2 separate regions of the Mus musculus genome follow, and region 2 is linked to region 1. Evidence: chromatin contacts called from public HiChIP or PLAC-seq data. All regions are on one chromosome and are shown on one strand. The core of a region is the stretch at or near the end of the contact, and the rest is flanking DNA. Distances in the headings are between cores, read along the strand shown. Region 1 has its middle 32 kb from the start of Swap70. Region 2 overlaps Swap70 (SWA-70 protein).

Region 1 (4,757 bases), core at 1,603-4,102:
TCATTCTGTATCCGCATTTCACGTTCTAATCAGTGTAGACTCTGATTAGTGTCTTCTGTTTGGTGGGCCCTGTTCCTCATCTCTGATTTTCTTTGTCAGAAATCCTCTTGACTAGTTCTTTCTTCTTGTTTTTATTTTTTTCCTCCTCAAGACAGGGTTTCTCTGTGTAGCCCTGGCTGTTCTGGCACTCACTCTGTAGACCAGGCTGACTTCAAACTCAGAGAACTGTCTACCTCTGCCTCCCAAGTGCTGGGATTAAGCATGTGTCACCATTGCTTGGCAACTATTTTTAAATAAAGACCTTATGGTATAGATTTTAAGCATAAAAAAAAAAAAGGAAGAAGGAAAAAAGAAAGAAATAAGAAAGAGGCACTCAAGAAAGATGATAAATATCCAGGTGTGGTCTCGGCTTCTTAAAGCTGTAGACATCTTCATGGTGGCTGTATTGTGACCTGTGGCCGCAATAACTTACATCAAGATTTAAAAGGTTAAGAATTTCTTTTGATAAACAAAGTTGTGAGGCAGGTGCCATTTAGATTTAGGAATGAGAAAAAAAGATAAAAACTCAGTTTCTAGATCCTTTTGGGCCTAAGTAATCACAGCTTATTAATTCTCTTTGACCTCTCTATTATAGGTGTCTCTAGGAAGTTGTAGGCCTTTGTCAGTGGTGTTGAAATATCCAGACTCTGCCAGAGGAAAGAAACCAGTTCCCTAGATGAAGGGCCTCTTCGCCTCCCTGACTTTTCCTTGATTTTCTTCCTGTCTGGTCTCAGGTGGAGTTTCTTCAATGAGAGTTCAGTACATTTTCCAGAAAGGGATGGATAGTTTTGTTTTTGTTTTGTTTTCGAGACAGGGTTTCACTGGCTCTGACAGCATCGTATAAGGCCACACTCCATCCTTAGAGACCTGAACAAACAAAAACAAAAAAGAAAGGGATGGATGTAGTGAAAAGAATCAGCCCAGAGGCCTGCTGCCCAAGAGTTGAGAGCCAAGACTAGTCAAGAAGACTGACTTCAGGCACTGCCACTCATGGGGTTGGGGGAGATGGCTTACCTGGAAATGTGTAGGTACAAGGACCTCATGTGGGATCCCTCAGCAAAGCACATAAAAGGATGGGTGGTGGCAGAGAGAGAGAGAGAGATCCCTAGAACTCGTTGGCCGACCAGCCTAGCTGAACTGGTGAAGTCCAGGCTCAGTGAAGACCCCCACTCATTAAATAAGGGGGAGTGGTTTAAGAAAGAACACTAACCTTCCCACACATGAACACATATGTACACCTGTGTGTGTTTGTGCTCCCCGCAAAGGAACACAGGTGCAACACACACACACGATCATTCAAATATAAATGATGTTATTTTGTTTTATAAGTCTTGGTGTACTTAGCAATTTTTCCTTTTTTCCAATTAATTAATTAATTGATTTTTTTGAGACAGGTTTTTATGTACTCCAGGCTGCCCTAGGACTGGCTAAGACCTGAACTCTGGGATTTCCTTCAAATCAATTCCTTTATGTGGTATTTTTTTGTTTTAATTTTTTCATATTTATTCATTTTATGCATATGAGTGTTCACATGCATGTATGTCTGTGCACTATCTATGTGCCTGGTACCTGTGGAGGTCCGAAGAGGGCATTGGTTTCCTGGAGCTGGAGTTATAGACAGTTGTGAGCTGCTTTGTGGGAGCTGGGAATCAAACCTAGGTCTTCTACAAGTACAAGTGCTCGTAAGCACTGAGCCATCTTTCCAGCCCCTCACCTCAGCACCTTTTTCCTCTTATGTAGAGTCATATCGTTCATGTGTCATCTTCCTGTGATACCGGGGACATTGGGTTCCTTCTTGGAGTTCTTAATCTCGTTATCCTTAGTAAAATATTTAAGGACTAACTCAAAGAGAACCTCAAAGAGGTTAAAGAAAACCTCTGGGCCGGGCAGCTGTACATACCGGCAGCTGAGTTAAGCTGCCATGGAGGTCAGACCCATGTCACACAAGCAGCCGCATGGTGGGAGGGGAGCTTCAGAGAAAGACAACAAGTGTCTCAAGTGTCACAGAAACTCTGCCTAGAAAAGGGACAGGAAGACAAAAAGGAAAGGCTATGCTGTTTCAGAAAGCATAACTGCGGGTCTGTAACTACTGTGCTAAGTAAGGAATGGGGATTCTGGGGAAGAAAAGGGAGGAGTGAGGATTCTGGGAAAGAAAAGAGAAGAGTGGGAATTCTGGGAAAGAAAAGGTTAGCAGTGAGGATTCTGGGAAAGAAAAGAGAAGAGTGGGAATTCTGGGAAAGAAAAGGTTAGCAGTGAGGGTTCTGGGAAAGAAAAGAGAAGAGTGGGAATTCTGGGAAAGAAAAGGTTAGCAGTGAGAGTTCTGAGATGGAAGAGAGTGTTATCTCCTGGGTGGGCTAATTATTCCTCCCATTCTTTAAGGTGGTTTAAGGTGAGCCTGCCTTTATGAGTGAGGCGTGGCTCCTTGGCCAGGAGCTTGACCTGACTAAACTGATGGCAGTTCAGGTAAGTCTCCATACAGAGGGAGATACCATTCTCTTGGTTAGGAAGCCATAGCCTTTTCTTAACCGACAGCAACTCCAGCCCCAGAACTTGGCCCTCCTCTACAGAGCCATGTAGTTCTGCGTCTTGTGTCCCTACATCAACTCAAGCAGCTGAAGAGCCAGTTCTATACCAAGTCATCTTTTGGATGTTCCCACTACTTCTAACTCAGCCCTTAGAAAAGAGAAGGTGCTTAATAAATGATTATGAAGTAACTCAACGAATCTAAAATTCAAAGCCTTTCCCTAGAGTACTGTTAATCGGAAGGCCAAAGTCTCAGAAAGCGTGGTTGAACTTTAATGTTTCCTAGGAGAGCTAGATAAAAGGTCGCTCTGGCTCCCCCACCCTCCCGTCCGGTGGTGGGTGGGGTAAATTAACAATTCAAGATGCTGTCCGCTTGGTACCAGAGTAGGCTATAGCCCTTTACAGCCTGAAAAGACTTTCTGGTTGTTTGTTTATTTGCTCTTTGGGTTATTTCCCTCTTCCTGCCCCTGTAAGGCACAGCCTGAATGACATAATTTCCTTCATTACTCACAGGCAGCACAGGCCTGTGGCTTCCCCTCCTGTTAGAGATCAACTTTCCAGAAAGTTTTGAGCTAAAGGGAATCAGATCTGTCTTCATGAAACTCTTCAAGCCTTGGGTTTCTGCTGTTTTGTTTTTTAAGAAAGGACCTTGCTGTGTAGCTCAGGTTGATCTCAAATGTACAATCCTCTTGCCTTAGCCTTCCCAGTGCCTGGGATAAGAGGTGTGTGTCACCATGTCTGGCTCAGCCTTGTTTCTGTTGTCCCTAGTCTCTAACTGAACATCATGAAGGCTGCAATAACTGGAATCACTGGCCTTTAAGAATTAAGTTCTCTGATGATAATAAAAAGCTCAGATCTTTTTTTTTTTTTTCAGATCATTTTAAAATAGTCCCCCTGAAGCCCCTATCCCAAAGTGGGCCTGGGACAGACGACTTTTGGTTAATTTTGCTTTATGGAAACTTTTTTTTTTTTTTGCTTATTCTTTTCAGGTGTTAAATAGAAAGGCTATGGGTGGGTGGCTCTGTGGTAATGCTCTTGCCCAGTCTTAGCAAGTTATATTATAGGTCTGGGATTCCAGGTCTGAAAAAAAAGAGAGAGGGGGCAGGGAGGGAGGAAGGCAAGTCATGTGATTAGATTTATAATATGCTAATCTACTAGGTTTCAAGTTACCTTTCCTTTTATGCATGGGCATGTGGGTCAGTGCTTTCTAACGTGTGTGTGTGTGTGTGTGTGTGTGTGTGTGTGTGTGAGAGAGAGAGAGAGAGAGAGAGAGAGAGGGAGAGAGAGAGAGAGGGAGGGAGGACAGGCTCTTATACCTTGACCTGAATGCAGAGTCTGCGGATAATCCCAGGTGTTGGTTCCATTTTGTTTGAGACAGTGTCTCTTGTTGGCTGTTGTAGCCACCAAACCAGCTCGCCCACCAGATCTTGTGATTCTGTCTCTGACACCCATCTTCTGGTGGGGGCATGCTGGCTTATGCTCTGTCTTTTATTTTTAAATTTATTTTTAACATTTTTTTTTTTTTTCTGAGACAAGGTTTCTCTATGTAGCCCTGGCTGTCGTGGAACTTACTCTATAGTCCAGGCTAGCTTCATGGTTTGTTTGTTTGTTTGTTTGTTTGTTTGTTTGAGATAGGGTCTTGCTATGTAGCCCTGGCTGGCCTGGAACTCATTATGTAGTCCAAGTTGGATTTGAACTAAGAGAGATCTGCCTGCCTCTGTCTCTGGAGAGCTGAGACTAAAGGCATAGGCCACCATGCCTGACTTTATTTTATTTTATTTCATTTATTTATGTTTTTGTTTTTTGAGACAGGGTTTCTCTGTATAGCCCTGGCTGTCCTGGAACTCACTTTGTAGACCAGGCTGGCCTCGAACTCAGAAATCCGCCTGCCTCTGCCTCCCGAGTGCTGGGGCCACCATGCCCGGCTCATTTTATTTTTAAATTGAAATATAATTACATTGTTTCCCCTTGACTTTCTTCCCTCCATTCTTTCCTTTACCCTCTCAAACTCATGATCTCTTTTTCTTTAATTATTATTATAATATGCATATGCACAAATACATAAATATAATCTGTTGAGTCTGTTAGTATCGCTTATATTTATATAGCTTTTTTAAAATGTATGTTTTGTTTTGTTGTGTTTAAAATAGAATCTCACCGTGTAGCTTCTGTGGGCTTGGGCCTCACTATGTAGA
Region 2 (4,757 bases), core at 1,033-3,532, 94 kb after region 1:
AGAACATTGGCTTTGCTGCTTCTAAGTCTCCCCTCAGGGCTCCAGCAGGGTCCTGTGCTGAGGACGCCATGTTTACCTTCTAGAGATGTCTCAGCTCTCCTGGCGAGAACATAGGCACAGGTGTGGCTGGAGCCACCTCACTGTTGTCTTCTGCAGCCCTTGCAGCCCCTGGTCTCAGCCCCGCCTTGGATGGGAGGTCAGCTGTCTCCTCCCCTCCGGCAGCGCATTCCCTTGGCCGATTGCCTGGTCTGTTGGCCTCTTTGAGTCAGGTGTCATGGCAAGCCTCCGCTGTTGGTGCTCTGATGGACAAGTCACTAGTCACTGCCCTTGTGGATGGAATCTGGTTGGTGACTCTTCCCAGCTTCAGCTAAGATACTTCCCTCCCTGACCACCACACACATGGCATGCTTCGTTTGCATTTTCTTTCTCCTCACCTCAAAGCAAGACTTATCCTGGCCCAGCGGCTCAACTTAGTTCTTTGGGTGTTCTGTCCCCAGCTGCTAGTCTGTTGAAATCAATGGTGATTGGATAGTTTGGGGGGTTACATGGGCACAGTGGAAGCTGACAGAATGTGGACTGGTAAGATGTAAAGTGTCACAGGATGATGGCCAGCCTTGTGGCTTTCACTAGAACTATGTCTCTCTGCTTTTCCCTCCGAGGATGACACAGATTGTGGTTTGTATGCTTCTTGTTTGAGGAATGATTTCAGCCCTAATCTGGTCTGAGACGGAGATGAGTGGTTGGAAAGTAAGCCTTACCACACTAGTTGGAATCTGTAACCAGCAGTAACTCCATGCACAGCCAAGAAGCTTTACATTATAAACAGGAAGGTGACCCATGTGGCACAGAAGAGGTGGGACTCAGTAGAGAGCAGGGACCCCCACGGGCCTGGTCCAGCCTTGCCTCAGAGCAGGAAGGAGGCCATTCCAGACATGTGCAAGTCTACAGATAGATCCCAGCAGTCCTGGCATCTACATAAGGACTGGATAGAGTTCCATTAATCTCTGCCTTTTATGACTGGAAAACATTTGCCAATGGAAGTCTTACCAATTTTTCTTAAGATTTTGGGCTGCTTAATAAAAGTAATTTTATTTAATGTTTATAGTTGCCTTCATACAGTTTAGATTTGTGTGCAAAGTATCACTGTGTCACGAACCTTCTTAGTGGATAACTTGGGTGTAGGTTTGGACCTGGCCATTCACTCACCATGTTTCCTTGTCAGTGCAGCCGGGAATCAGACCAAGGGGACCAGGGTCTCCCCTGTGTCTTGATGATGTCTCCTAGAGACCTCAGTGTCCTTGGAGAGAAAAGAAAAAGAAACTCCAAGAAGGTACTGGCCGGTGTGAAATGTCTGGACGGAAGCAAGGGCCTGGGGGTCCAGGGGAGACTGGGGTAAAGGGATCGCCCGGGCCGGGCTGACAGAACCTCCCTCCTTAAACCTGGACTGTCTTACAGCACAGCCAGAGGCATGGCCCGCAGCTGCCACGGCCCTCCTTGTCTGGTCTCAAGCCTGAATACTGCATGCTCCCTTTGTATGGGCTGTGCAGAAGGCGTCTGCAGTCTGTAGTGTTTGTTTCTGCTTGCCTCACCGGCTTCAGTAGCACTGTGGCTGGGAAGTGAAAGTCCTTTGTAGACAGTGGATGAGAAGACCGCACAGATGTGAACTGTGTGACTCCCCTTTAGGCCAATGCGCTGATACTTGTGGGTCTCTCCTGATACTCAAGGTGGTTTCAGCTAAGTGTCTATAGACCGTGCCTCATCTCTGTAATAACTACAGGAAACGTTGGGAGTGTCTGTCTGTGTGTTCACTGTAATCAGCCCTTTCCTCCAACGAGAGATGAGATTATTTGCAGGAATTATGAATGAAAAGCATTTGAAAATGTTTTGGGATCTACTATATTGAGAATGAACAAAATATTTATAATTTTAAAACATTTTTATCTACACATACAATGTAATATGCTCTACTTCTTGTTTTTTTTTTGTTTTGTTTTTTTGCTAATTTTTCTAAGGTATTAAAATGTTTTCTATGGGATTTTTGGTTTCTATTTTTTTAGTAAAGTGGACTCAATAACAAAATTAAACATACCAGAATTTCATACATTTTAAACTGGTTACATTAATAAAATGGAGTAAAGTGTGTGTGTGTATGTGTGTGTGCACTTGTGTGTGCGTGCCTGCCTGCATGTGTGCTTTTGCTAATCTTCATTTTCATACAGTCATGTGGATGTGGTTTAGGGATACTCCTGAAAACACTGGGTTTGGGAGTTAAGACCTCAAGAAGTTAGCTGTGACCTCATGTTTGGTGTGAGTCACAGCTGTGGGAAGCCTTGGTCAGCTCAGGAACCTACCTCTATCGTTGCTGTTACCTCTGAAGTCTTTTCTTCTTGTCTCTGTTCTCTCAATTTATTTATTTATTTTTATGTCTTTGACTAGAATAAACCTTGTGGTTTTCTATTTGGTTTTACATGGTCACCAAGATTAAAACTTCGTACTGTGGATGAAGCGGTCCCTTGTTCTAGCTTGACTATGTATTGGCAAGCTGGTCTTCCCTCATGAAGGAGAGCAGGGAGAGAAAGGTGTTTGTCAAACCATCCTTCTTTCTCTAGTGCAGTGCTCTCAAGTACAGACACTTGTTCCTGAGGGGACACTTGGCAGTATCTGGAAACATTTGTGGTTTTCATAACTGGAAGGAGTGTGCTGGCTGTGGTGGGTGCCTTGCATCACCCCTGCTCGGGGGCAGTTGCTGTTAATTCCTGTTAAGCCTCATTGACCCTTCTGAGGTTTCTAAGTCATTGGTCTTGGGTAGTGGGCACATTTGTGGCGGACACTAAATTCCAACCCTAGTCTAGACTCAACCTCCCTGTCCATTTTCTACTAGAGCAGAAACAGTCTGTCAGGGCCATACACCCACAGGAATGTGGGCCTTTCTCTATGTCTGCCTCCTGTATGGCAGTTGCGAGGGCCAGAGAGATTGTTAGAGTAAGCAAAGGAGAGCTCTGTCCAGATCCCACCTCCCCACTTCACCCCAGTTCTCCCCCAAACACAACCAGTAGCCTAACCTGGGTTTCTGAAGGTGGTATCTGGGAGACTCACTTCCTGAGTTTCCTCTCTGCTCTTTAGCCAGGAGCACCCCAGGGACAGGGTCCATCACAGACTGGGGGTTCAGACCAGCTGCCACCTCCATGTCACCCTCAAAGTCTGTCCAATGGGAGTGAGGCTGTCCTAGGCTGCCAGAGCAGGGGTTTCATATCAGGGGAGAGCATTCCAGGATTGGAATTGAGTGTCCACCACAAACATACCCACTACCTAAGACCGGTGACTTGGAAGCCTCAGAAGGGCCAGCAAGACTTAACAGGAATGGACAGCACTCTCCAAGCGAGGCTGGTTCGAGGCACCCACTACAGCCAGCACACTCCTGGTTATGAAAACAAGGATACAATGAGTGATTACAGAGAATGTGAACTAGGGAAAAGACTTCATCTCGGAGGCCCAAGGCCTGCAGCCCTGGTTCTGAGCTGGAAGCTGGTGATGGCAGGAAAGGGCTTTTTCCAGCGTTCTGTGCTTCCCACCCCTGCTTGCATCAGAGTACTTACCTGGGAAGGAGTCCGGGCATCAGTCACATAGATCTAGGCTCAGTTGTGACTCTGAGACAGGATGGCTACATCTCCCCTTCCACACATACCTAGCTCTGAGCTTTACTCCAGGGCTGACCCAGGAGTTTTTGACAACTGATGTTTCCTGCATTAGGACAGTGCTCCCTTTCTGAGAAACACCTCCTGCAGATTACCGTGGTGTGTTGAACCAGCCTTCTGTGCATCCTCTGGGGGGACCTGCTTTTTCACTATAAGAACCACTTCTTCCAGCGCGCGCGCACACACACACTGTGCCCACAGAAAGCCTCCTCAAGGACAGCTTCATGTGGACCAGCAAAGAGGGTGCAGCAGCTCATGTCTTCCTCAAGCCCTGAACCTGCTTACAGAGCCCCCGGGTCTGTGCAGAGCCACTGTGGAGGCAGGTGTGTCCCTTCCCTGAATGTGATCTTTAAGAGTGTCTTTCTGCTTAAACACTAAACTCAGTAAGTTGCCTTACGTGAAGTTTACTTTTATAGACTTTTATTTATTCTTTACAATCTCATATGTTTGTAATGTATCTCAATTATACCCATCCCCACCCCCTGTCCTGCACCCTGCCCCTGCATGCCCCTCCTCCACTTTTTTTTTCCTTTCATTTTTGTAACTGAGTCCAGTCAGTGCTGCCTTTCGGAATGAAGACTGATCTTACTGGCTTGGTTATGGGCTGCCGTGACTCCCTGAGCACAGTGGCTGTGTCTGGTCAAGAACGCAGCGCTCCATAACACACCTCCCCATCCCCAACTCCTGCACTTGTTCTGCCTTGATGTTCCCTGGGCCACCGGATGGGCTTGATACAGATGCTCCAGTTGGGGCTGATCACTCCACAGTCACTTGCTGTCAGCACTCTGACCAGTTAGGAGTCTCTGCATTACTGCTGCATTGCTCTGCATTACTGCTGCTCACTGCAGAGAAGCTTCTCTGGACAAGGTTGAGGACAGCACTCCGTGGAGAAGATTGCTGGCCCAGCTGCACTGAATTGAAAGGTGACGTTCTCAGATGGCTGTCCACTCATCACAGTGTGCTGGAACAACTAGTGGGCAAAGTTCTTTTCTGCAGTTAGGTCAAAACCCACCTGCAACCAAGCTGAACCCCCAACCCCCAAGGCTCGAAGGGGATTGCCTG

What was found. HiChIP or PLAC-seq counts read pairs in DNA pulled down with a chosen protein or histone mark.
Region 2: a contact with region 1 is called in an H3K27ac HiChIP or PLAC-seq map of microglia, with 6 times the contacts expected there. The contact joins two enhancer-like sites. A contact is called at or near these places in 8 of 39 promoter capture datasets (the 3T3-L1 cell line, the HPC-7 cell line, cranial neural crest and 3 more), 2 of 484 Hi-C or Micro-C datasets (the HL-1 cell line and embryonic fibroblasts) and 2 of 115 datasets of contacts at active chromatin or transcription factors (embryonic stem cells and microglia).

Annotation. Positions count from the first base shown.
Region 1 is chr7:110,187,194-110,191,950 of GRCm38.p6, forward strand. No RefSeq gene overlaps it. Among named protein-coding and RNA genes, the nearest start is that of Swap70, 32 kb to the right of the region's middle. Within about 2 kb of position 2,853, at least 113 of the 459 cell types and tissues checked have an H3K27ac peak or open chromatin away from gene starts, as enhancers often do. A contact at or near this core is called in the HL-1 cell line and microglia, where this site is marked.
Region 2 is chr7:110,281,404-110,286,160 of GRCm38.p6, forward strand. Swap70 (SWA-70 protein) reads left to right here. Exons shown (of 12, transcript NM_009302.3): 12 at 1-2,103. It overlaps Gm32861 (a long non-coding RNA gene), which reads right to left. Exons shown (of 2, transcript XR_869865.3): 2 at 4,099-4,757. Among named protein-coding and RNA genes, the nearest start is that of Gm32861, 4.6 kb to the right of the region's middle. Within about 2 kb of position 2,283, at least 55 of the 459 cell types and tissues checked have an H3K27ac peak or open chromatin away from gene starts, as enhancers often do. A contact at or near this core is called in the HL-1 cell line and microglia, where this site is marked.